2 separate regions of the Mus musculus genome follow, and region 1 is linked to region 2. Evidence: chromatin contacts called from public promoter capture Hi-C data. All regions are on one chromosome and are shown on one strand. The core of a region is the stretch at or near the end of the contact, and the rest is flanking DNA. Distances in the headings are between cores, read along the strand shown.

Region 1 (4,238 bases), core at 241-2,740, 130 kb after region 2:
TAAGATTCCTGGTCCAGCCTCCACAGGGTGTTTTGGTGGCAGCAGCTCAGTTATTGTGCTAGGGGAAGGTCCAGCTGCATGTGGCCACCATCTGGCTTGAGCCATCAGAGCTGGAACTATGGGTTCTCTAGAGCCACAGAACTTATGGGTAGTCTCTATATAGTAAAGGAATTTGTTGATGACTTACAATCTGCAGTCTAACTCCCAACAGTGGTCAGCAGCAGCTGTGAATGGAAGTCCAAGGATCTAGCAGTTGCTCAGTCCCACAAGGCAAGCAGGCAGAAGGAGAGAAAGAGTGTAAATCTTCCTTCTTCCAATGTCCTTATTCCAGGCAGTGGTGGTGCATGCCTTTAATCCCAGCACTTGGGAGGCAGAGGCAGACGGATTTCTGACTTCAAGGCCAGCCTGGTCTACAGAGTGAGTTTCAGGACAACCAAGGCTATGCAGAGAAACCCTGTCTTGACAAACAAAAAACAAACAAACAAATAAGGAAAAGAAAGATTCTTCCAATGTCCTTATGTAGGTCTCCAGCAGAAGGTGTAGCCCAGATTAAAGGTGTGTGCTACCACGCCTTTAATTCCAGATGACCTTGAATTCAGTGGTCTCCCTGTCTTAATCTTCTGGAATTCATAGCCACTATGCCTCAAGATCTCCATGCCAAGATCCAGGTCAGAAACTTGTATCACCCAGCCTCCAGATTAAGATCACTGGTAAGCCTCCAATCCTGGATTGTAGTTCATTCCAGATATAGTCAAGTTGACAACCAGGAATAGCCACTACAGGTGGGATCTGTGCTTGACTGTGTATTGTGTCATAACCAGACCTTTAGCACGGAATCTCTAAGGTCAGACTCAAGGTCATTCTCCTGCTCTCAGTTTGCCAACAGTCAAGCCTCGGGAGGGAAGGAGCTGCCCTATTGTAATCTGGGGACTAATGACACACTGGGAGTCAGTGTGTGAGATAGCTTCCTTGGAGGACCTCAGTCTCCCTCTCTAGAAACAAACTTACCAGGGCACACCTGGGTTTCTGGCCACAGTCTTAGGTCTTGAGTTTTATATTTAGAGCCTCAGAAAATCCACTTACAATGAGACCTACTTTGTTTGCCCTCTGTGGCTGGCATACCTTTAAGATTTAAGGGTCAGAGATATTGGGGCAATTTAAATATACTTTGATAATCAGCAGCAGCAGGCAGAGAGCTTTGCCAAAGAGTGAAAACATTTATTTACAAATGTGTATGGGAACTCACGTGTCAGAGTAACCCACAGGCGTATTTAGAGAGTGTGAGGCAAGAGGAAGTTTTTTAAAGTTTTTTTTTTTTTTTAAATCACACCAGGTATTTTGAAACAGTAATCTTTAGCCACAATGATCAATACCAAGAGACGTCAGTAGTAGGTCGAATAGATACGCTGGGCAGCTATACTCGTAGCAGTACATGTGCAAGCTCATGGTCTTTTGACTGTCTCGTGACCGTTACAAATTGTGTAACGAGAAGCAATTGTGGTGAGAAACCTCTCTCCCTGGCTTTATCCCTTGTCTGTCATAGGTGACTAGGGGACAGTGTACTCTTCCTTTCACAATATCACAGACAGTAGGACCTGGCGCTCTGTGGAGCTTGGTGTTCTCAGCGCCCTCTGGAGGCCGGGCAAGAAGTGTATCTACCTTTGGAAGTATCAGCAGCTAGACCTGAAGCTGGGCTCCCATTGCTGATCCAGTTCTGGACAGACTGGGAAAACTGTGTGTTCCTAATTTACAAGCATGTGGTGGCATGGGATCACTTGCCTAGGTCCCTGCAGTGTGGTTGTGATGATAGTGGAGGCAGATGGAGGAAGTGCTCCACACACCCACTGTCCTCTCTGTGGGCAACACTTACACAGTGAATCTGCAGTGTTCCTCTCATGGGTCGTCCTCTGCCTGAGCACTATAATTGCTGTACCACAGGAGTTTGGCTGTCCTGTCTGTAGGCCTGCAAGGGCAGTTGTGTCCCCTGGGGAAAGATGAGAACCACCCAGTAAGTCTCCTGATGTCCCTCCAGGTCAAGTGAGCCAGTTGGAAGCAGGATCTTGCCTGAAGGCCCAGACTGTTACATCCTTGGGCTCTGGTTATAGAAGGAGCCTTGTTGGCCACTCTTCTGAGGATCCTATGGGACCTGCCCCACCTTCTGCATGGTGCAGACTAGCCATTTCACATCCCTTCCATGGGGGGGGTGGGGCAAGGGATGCCATGTCTGTGGGGACACCAAGGGAGTGCACACAGTAGACAGGGATTCAGTTAACACCAGAAGGGCAGTAGCGAGAGCAGTTTGTGATGGAGGGACTTTCCCTGTGCTAGGCCTGCTTACTAAGCTGTATTTGGGGATAATGGGCAGTGGAACCATAGCCAAAGCCAAAGTCAACTGAAATTCTCTGCTCACAGGGGGACACCACTTAGAATTTCTAATGCAGCAGTCTGGGGTGAAGCTCAAGAATCCACATATTAACAAGTTCCTGAGTGGTGTAGGGTTTTAAACTCTTTGGAGCCACTACCTTGTGACTAGATGCTATGGTCCCCTACAGGTTGGGAGACTTGCATCTGGAGAAGGCCTCTTGTTGAACAAAGACCTCCTGCCACAAGAAGCAGGAGATGCATGTGTGTGCACTGTCTTCTTCTGAAGCCATGAGTTCAGTCATGGAGAACCCCTGCCAACCTTACTTAATTCTTCTGGTAGCCACATCTCTAGATACTGTCTTTCCATCCTGTGGATGCCTCACAATGGGGCTTAAAGTTTGACCCAGGGATGCTGGGGCCCCCATCTCCAAATTGGTTAAATGTCAGCCTATGAGGAGTGGAAGGCTGTGTGGAAGAGGTGCAGGCTTCCCCAAGTACTCGATGCCCAGTGATCCAAAGTGGATCCTGTACTCCACATGGTGTGAGCTTCCACTGTGGCCTCTAAGGGCCTTTCTTTCCATTGTCTGTGACCTGGGCTCTCCTACGTAGTCCACCTTAGCTTCTCTAATTCTGCTCTTCTGCCTTATGGTTGATGGTAATTCATCATGGGTCCCACATAACAACCTGCACGTTTGGTGGGTCCCACAAAGGTAGCAGTTCCTCTGTTACCTCCCCAGCCCCCTGCACTACCTCCAGCTCACACACTCTTGGGCAGGGTAAATTCTCTCAACAGAGGCTTAAAGAACACAGGGATGCTCCAGACCCTCCATTCATTGATTCACTGGGACATCACAGTCTGTGTCCCATGACCATATAAGTCATGGCTGGTGGAGAGTAATGCTAGCCACAAGGCCCATGTGTGTGGCACCCCCCACCTCCAGAGGACAGCAGTTGATCTCTAAGGCCAGTGACCAACCATCATGTGGAAGTGATTTGCAAGGAGCTTCGTTGTGTTGATCCTGGAGCCTGTTTTGGTTGGCCACCTGGCCGCTGGAAGATGGCACAATTTTGGAAAGGGTTTAGTCCTGCCACAGAGAGTGGTCCAAATTTAGTCATACCTACCTTGAGAAGGTACCCCTTGCTCAAGCCTTCAAAGATATTCCAGCATGCTGGGGTCTGCAGAGTCCTCCATACACTCAAAGGCCAATTTTGTCTTCTCTCATTGGGGCCTGGACTAAGGCCACTTTAAGCTGGCAGGAACCACTGAATTTCCAGTAGTACCCAAGATGAGCTCTGAGACCACATTGGTTTGGCCAGACTCATTTCTTGGGTGTTCCACTCAGGGAAGAAAGGCAAGGATAGGTCTAGGGGCTCAGTCCCTGAGGCGGAGACTAAACTGGGAAGGTCATACTCTTTCCAGGAGCACAGAGGGGGTTCTGTCTACACAAACATGCATGCACGTACCATTCAGGAATTTCAGGCCACTTCAGAGATTTTGAAGGCAAAGGATGATAGATATAGATGCAAAGTCCAAGCAAGATGTGACAGGGCTGGTCCTACTCTGACATCATTGCAATGGTGACACTGGCTCCAAGATATCCCATGCCAACCCCATATGCTCCTCAGTCACATGTTAGCTCCTTGGTTCTGAAGGACACCTTGTTGACGTGGGGACAGTTACTGCCCTGTGTACCACAAGGGAACAGTGCAGAGAAATTCTGACCCTTGTGGTCATGGCTGGAGGCAGCTTCATGAGGATATGGGGTATCTGTGGGGCCGGGCTGGGGCTCCAGGGGGCCCCTCAGCAGCTGTGCTGGCCATGGAAGGACTGTTCTGACGTCTCGCTCTCTTCTGTGTGTGTGCGTGTGTCCTGG
Region 2 (4,377 bases), core at 517-3,016:
CCTTGTGGCAGGCTGGCAGCTGGCCACTTGCTGTGCCAGAGCAAGACGTGAGGATTGGAAACTTTATTTGGTGGTCCCGGATGCCACCTCAGGGTTCCTCCTAAGAGACAGACAGAAGGCAGAGAAAGGACCATGGGGTAGAATCTCCAAGCAGACTGGGGCAGAGGCAGCATGATGTCCCCAAGGCAGCTGTAGCCATTAGATCCAGAAAAAGCCCACCACGCTCTCTTGGAGCCTCCCGGGGGAGCTCAGCCACTGGTACCTTGACCTAAGACTCTCTGCCCTGGAATCCAGGTGTGCTATAGAGAGCTGGTAGCTCAGGGGACTCACAATGTCTCTATGCAACATCCGTGTAGTCTGTAGACAGCCATCGGGACATGTGTGATATGTCGAGGCCTTGTGGAGCCTACACCACATACTTACTGAAATCCGTTTCATGCACTCCGTTCAGACTGGAATGTCCCCCTCCCTGCCAGCCTCTCCCAGAGCACTTGGGAATTCCTGAGGTCTGGAGCCAGTGTTCTTGTCCCTGTGCTACACTGAGGGGTGAATCAATATGTTTGTGGTTTAGTAACCAAGCCCTTGTGACATCCGTGGGCTCCAAGAACTACGCTGACCACTTCTGACCTCACTGTCTCCTCCATTTCCCCTGTTTTACATATCAACACTCTCGGGTCTGCAAGGTGGCAGGCTTGGGTCCGCCCTGTGGGTCCCGAACACTGCCACCAACTCCATCTTCCTCTCTCTACTGAATCCCTGTGCTGTCCTCATGTGTCCAAGCCGAGCTCAGGGCCAGCTCTTCACTGTTCACATCTATTCTGCCTGTTCTGAATGCTGACGTCAAGCCCAGATGTGGAATACATGGAGGAGAAGAGGGAGGGGGAGGGGAGGGAGAGGAGGAGGACAGTGACGACAATGATGACACTGTCCCAGCCATGGAGAGCTCACTATGGCTCCTCACCAGAGGGGCTAAGTAAGAAAGGACAGATAGCATTCTGGCCTGCCGGGCATACCAGGTCACAGAATGGGAGGGCAGCACAGAGGGTGAGAAGCTTAGGCAGCGCCTTGCTTAGGGGTGGCGTGGTCTCCTAGGTGACTTTAAGAGGCTCCGGTGAGGCTGCATAGAAAAGCTGGAAAGCCCAGGTTCCAAGCAAGGAAGGAACTTCCTGGCCTGGCTGCCGAGGCGACTTCAGAGCTGGATTCTATAGTGCGGTGGGACCCACCTCCCACAGACCACAGTGGTGGGGACACTGTGGGGTAGGGCATAGCAAATGCAGTGTGACAGGTAGAGGAAGCCAGGCCTCTGGAACCTGAACAGCCTTGGGCAGCCATATTCTGGGCATCCCCATCGCCAGAGCCAGGGCAGGCTGCAGGGATGCCTATCTCTACCCAAGGAGGTTAGCAGAAGGCCTGCTCACAGGTTGCAAGCCCCCCACCCCACCCCGCCAGAGGCTCTGAGCAGCCCCTCTAAGCAGGGCAGTTTTCCTACCCTGCCATCTGCTAACTCTGACTCAATGCTGCTCTCTGGGGTTTGAGACCATCGCAGTGTGGCTGCAGAGATGGCACCTCCAATGACGCTTGCTAGGCTGTCAACCTGTAGGCTGTTTGCAGACTAGAAACTGAACTGCCTCCTCTCACTGGGCCTCCTCTAGGGGCCAAGGGTCGATAGGGGCGGCTCCTTCTTGCCAGTCTGGACTTGCACAACTCTGAGCAGGGAGGCGGCACCGGGCAGGGCACCCACTGGCAGGTATGGAGGGGTTTGTATGGTGAGACTTTCCAGCCGTGAGGCAGAGCCAGAGACTGCTTCTCCTAGAAGGCCCCAGCTCCTGGCCAGGTGAGCATTAGGTCTTCTCAGAGGGAGGCTGGAAGGATGGCTGGGCAGCCTGAGGGGCTGAGCTGGCCAATTATATGGATGGCCGCTGGAGGAGGGTTGATTTACACTGGTATTTGTGGAATGCTAAGAAGACACTGCCCAGGTCTGACCTGAGGGTGGCTCTTCTCCCAAGCTTCCTGAGCAAGACCTGGGACCCACACAGGGTCTGGCAGCCATGAGCTTCTGAGCCATGAGAAGGGAGGCAGGACAAGGAAGACCCAGTTCACAAAGACACTGTGACTAGCTTTTGGGTTGGGGTGGAGTGTGAAGCATGAGGTACACACCCCCTCTTTCGGGTTAAGCCATTGTGTTTGGGGCCCAAGATTCAGGAAGGAGTAGAGACTGAGGAGAGTGGTGAGTAGGGCCTCCGCCTCCTCCTCCGACAGCCCCCTGTGATACTCTTAATTGTTAGGTACTGACTCACCCCACTTCAAAGGCCTTGGCCTTGGTTCAGCTATTTAACCTGCTGCGAGAAGCCTGTCACTCTGGAACTCTGCCTGTGGAGAGCTGAGCCCTGCCTGCAGACCTGCTCCTCACCTGGGCAGGTACCTCTTCCTCCGAGCCAGTCTACACAAGCTCGAGAGCGGTCCCCAAGAGCCAGCGGGGCCCTGCTGCCTGCTGCTCGGCTCAGGGATGCCTGGCTCAGAGATGCCTGCTCCCTGTGTCTTTGCTCCAGACATGGCGGAGCAGGTGCCCCTGTGGCATCACTACCTGTTGGCCATCCAGTCACGGGAGTCACCCCGTGTCCAGGACTACCAGAGAGCGGAGAATATCTTGCTTACGGTGCTGGAACGCGTCCATGCCTTGGACTCCCGCTTCATTGTTGACTATTCTAGAGACCTGGAGGCCTTCCAGTTTGCCCTGCGTTCCTCAGAGGACCCACTGGATGTGGAGGTGCTCCTGGGGGTGGATTCGGAGGCTCTCCTGATCGAGGAGTCAGAAGCCACTGAGCCAGGGGATGGCCCTGCAATCTGTCGCCTGGGTGTCCTCAAGGAGGCATCTGGCCTGGAGCCATGGATGACTGCTGACATCTTCAGTGTCTCCTCAGAGGACAGAGACAAGTGCTGTGGCCACCTTGTACCCAGTAAAGTCCTGTGTGTCCTCAAAGATCTTCTGGTGGCTGCCATTGTACATTGCAAGCACCACAGGCTCATTCCACCAGGTAACAGTGTGTGTGTGGGGGTGGGGTGGGGTGGGGGGTGGGGAGGTACTGGACACAAGTGAGCAACTGTGTCTGTACATATGTGTGACTGCTGTGTTTGAGTGCTGAGGGTATGGACTGACCCCTGTGGGCTGCATCCAGGTCCCTGGGTATGTGTCTTCCCTGTGCATATGAATGAAGTGTGAGTTATCATTGTGTTCGTGTGCGTGTGCGTGTGCATGTGCGTGTGCATGTGTGTGTGTGTGGGGGGGGTCTGCAAACTAGGAGACTTACCTCTGGTCTGTGTGCCCCTAGCACCTCTGAGAAAGCGGATTGTGAGTCTCATGTGACCCATTTCTGCACGGTGGTTTGGGGGAAGACCTTTACACGAGTGTCACTTTATAATTGTGTTAACATTTAAGACAAGCCAGCTGTTTTGTTGGCCAGCTTGCTTGCTGAGGCCTCTGGCAGGGTTCCAGGAAGTCAGCCTGTTACCTGTTACACCCTGTTGTGGTGCTTACACCTGCCCCCCTCTTCAGCCTTAGTCACAATCTATCAGGTTGTGTGTGGATTTGGCCACGTGTCTATGTCAGGACGCAAAGGCATCCGTGTGAGCGTGTGGGGATGTGAATGGACATGAATGTGCACGTGAGTACACACATGTGAGCAAAGGTTTCTATATAAACAGGCATGTGTGTGTGCCTGTTTCAATTTATGGCTGAGTCACTAACTTGATACACTGAGCCCCAAATAGCTCTAGGCTGGGTATTTTCAAATGTGCCAGGGACCCAGCTTCAGGCTTTTGCCAGACATCTTGATCATGTTATCTGGGGTGTCAGATCCCCAGGTGGGTGGCATTCCCAGCATGGTCACAAGCAGCTAGGTTCTTTATGCAAAGATGGCTGGGCAGTGAGACCCTAATAGATGATGCTCATCCTCTTGGATTCAGCATCAGGACATCAGGTTCCTTGGAGGCCAAAACTGAATGTTCTGATTTTGGGGGAGGAGACAGACACAGGATGGTGGCAGATGCTACTTTCTCATGTGTTTATCTTCCCATGTCACCTTCCTGCTATTTGTACTGTGTCATCAGTGAGTGGGGTGGTTGCATCTTCCAGAGGGTAGTAACATGTCTGGGATTCCTACTGCATGGAGTCCTGGTCTGGCTGCATGTCCTGGGTCCTGGGAGCCTGTAATAGTGGACTGCTATCTCATGCTTCCCAAGACTCTGGAAAATGGTGTCTAGCCGAACCCACAGCTGGGCACCTACGTGGCAGTCTGGGCTGCAGCACCCAGAAGGCTCTTGGGCTCTTAGACAGACTTCTAACACCAGGAGGGCAGCTTCTAGTGGAAGTCCTTCCCA

The links. Promoter capture Hi-C pulls out the DNA fragments that hold promoters and counts their contacts.
Region 1: a contact with region 2 is called in a promoter capture Hi-C map of liver, with 2.5 times the contacts expected there. The contact joins the enhancer-like site here to the promoter of Mab21l4 in region 2. A contact is called at or near these places in 6 of 39 promoter capture datasets (the 3T3-L1 cell line, erythroid cells, frontonasal cranial neural crest and 2 more), 1 of 15 datasets of contacts at CTCF or cohesin (the NIH/3T3 cell line), 2 of 484 Hi-C or Micro-C datasets (embryonic stem cells and nephron progenitors), 2 of 115 datasets of contacts at active chromatin or transcription factors (pancreatic cancer cells and stem cell-derived neural progenitor cells) and 3 of 9 other capture datasets (adipose tissue, liver and pancreatic islet).

The regions. Positions count from the first base shown.
Region 1 is chr1:93,026,868-93,031,105 of GRCm38.p6, reverse strand. The region is part of intron 37 of Kif1a (kinesin family member 1A); the gene reads left to right. Among named protein-coding and RNA genes, the nearest start is that of Aqp12, 23 kb to the right of the region's middle. Within about 2 kb of position 1,490, at least 11 of the 459 cell types and tissues checked have an H3K27ac peak or open chromatin away from gene starts, as enhancers often do. A contact at or near this core is called in erythroid cells and liver, where this site is marked.
Region 2 is chr1:93,158,259-93,162,635 of GRCm38.p6, reverse strand. Mab21l4 (mab-21-like 4) reads left to right here and starts at 1,766. Exons shown (of 6, transcript NM_001159940.1): 1 at 1,766-1,834; 2 at 2,286-3,035. The coding sequence starts at 2,507.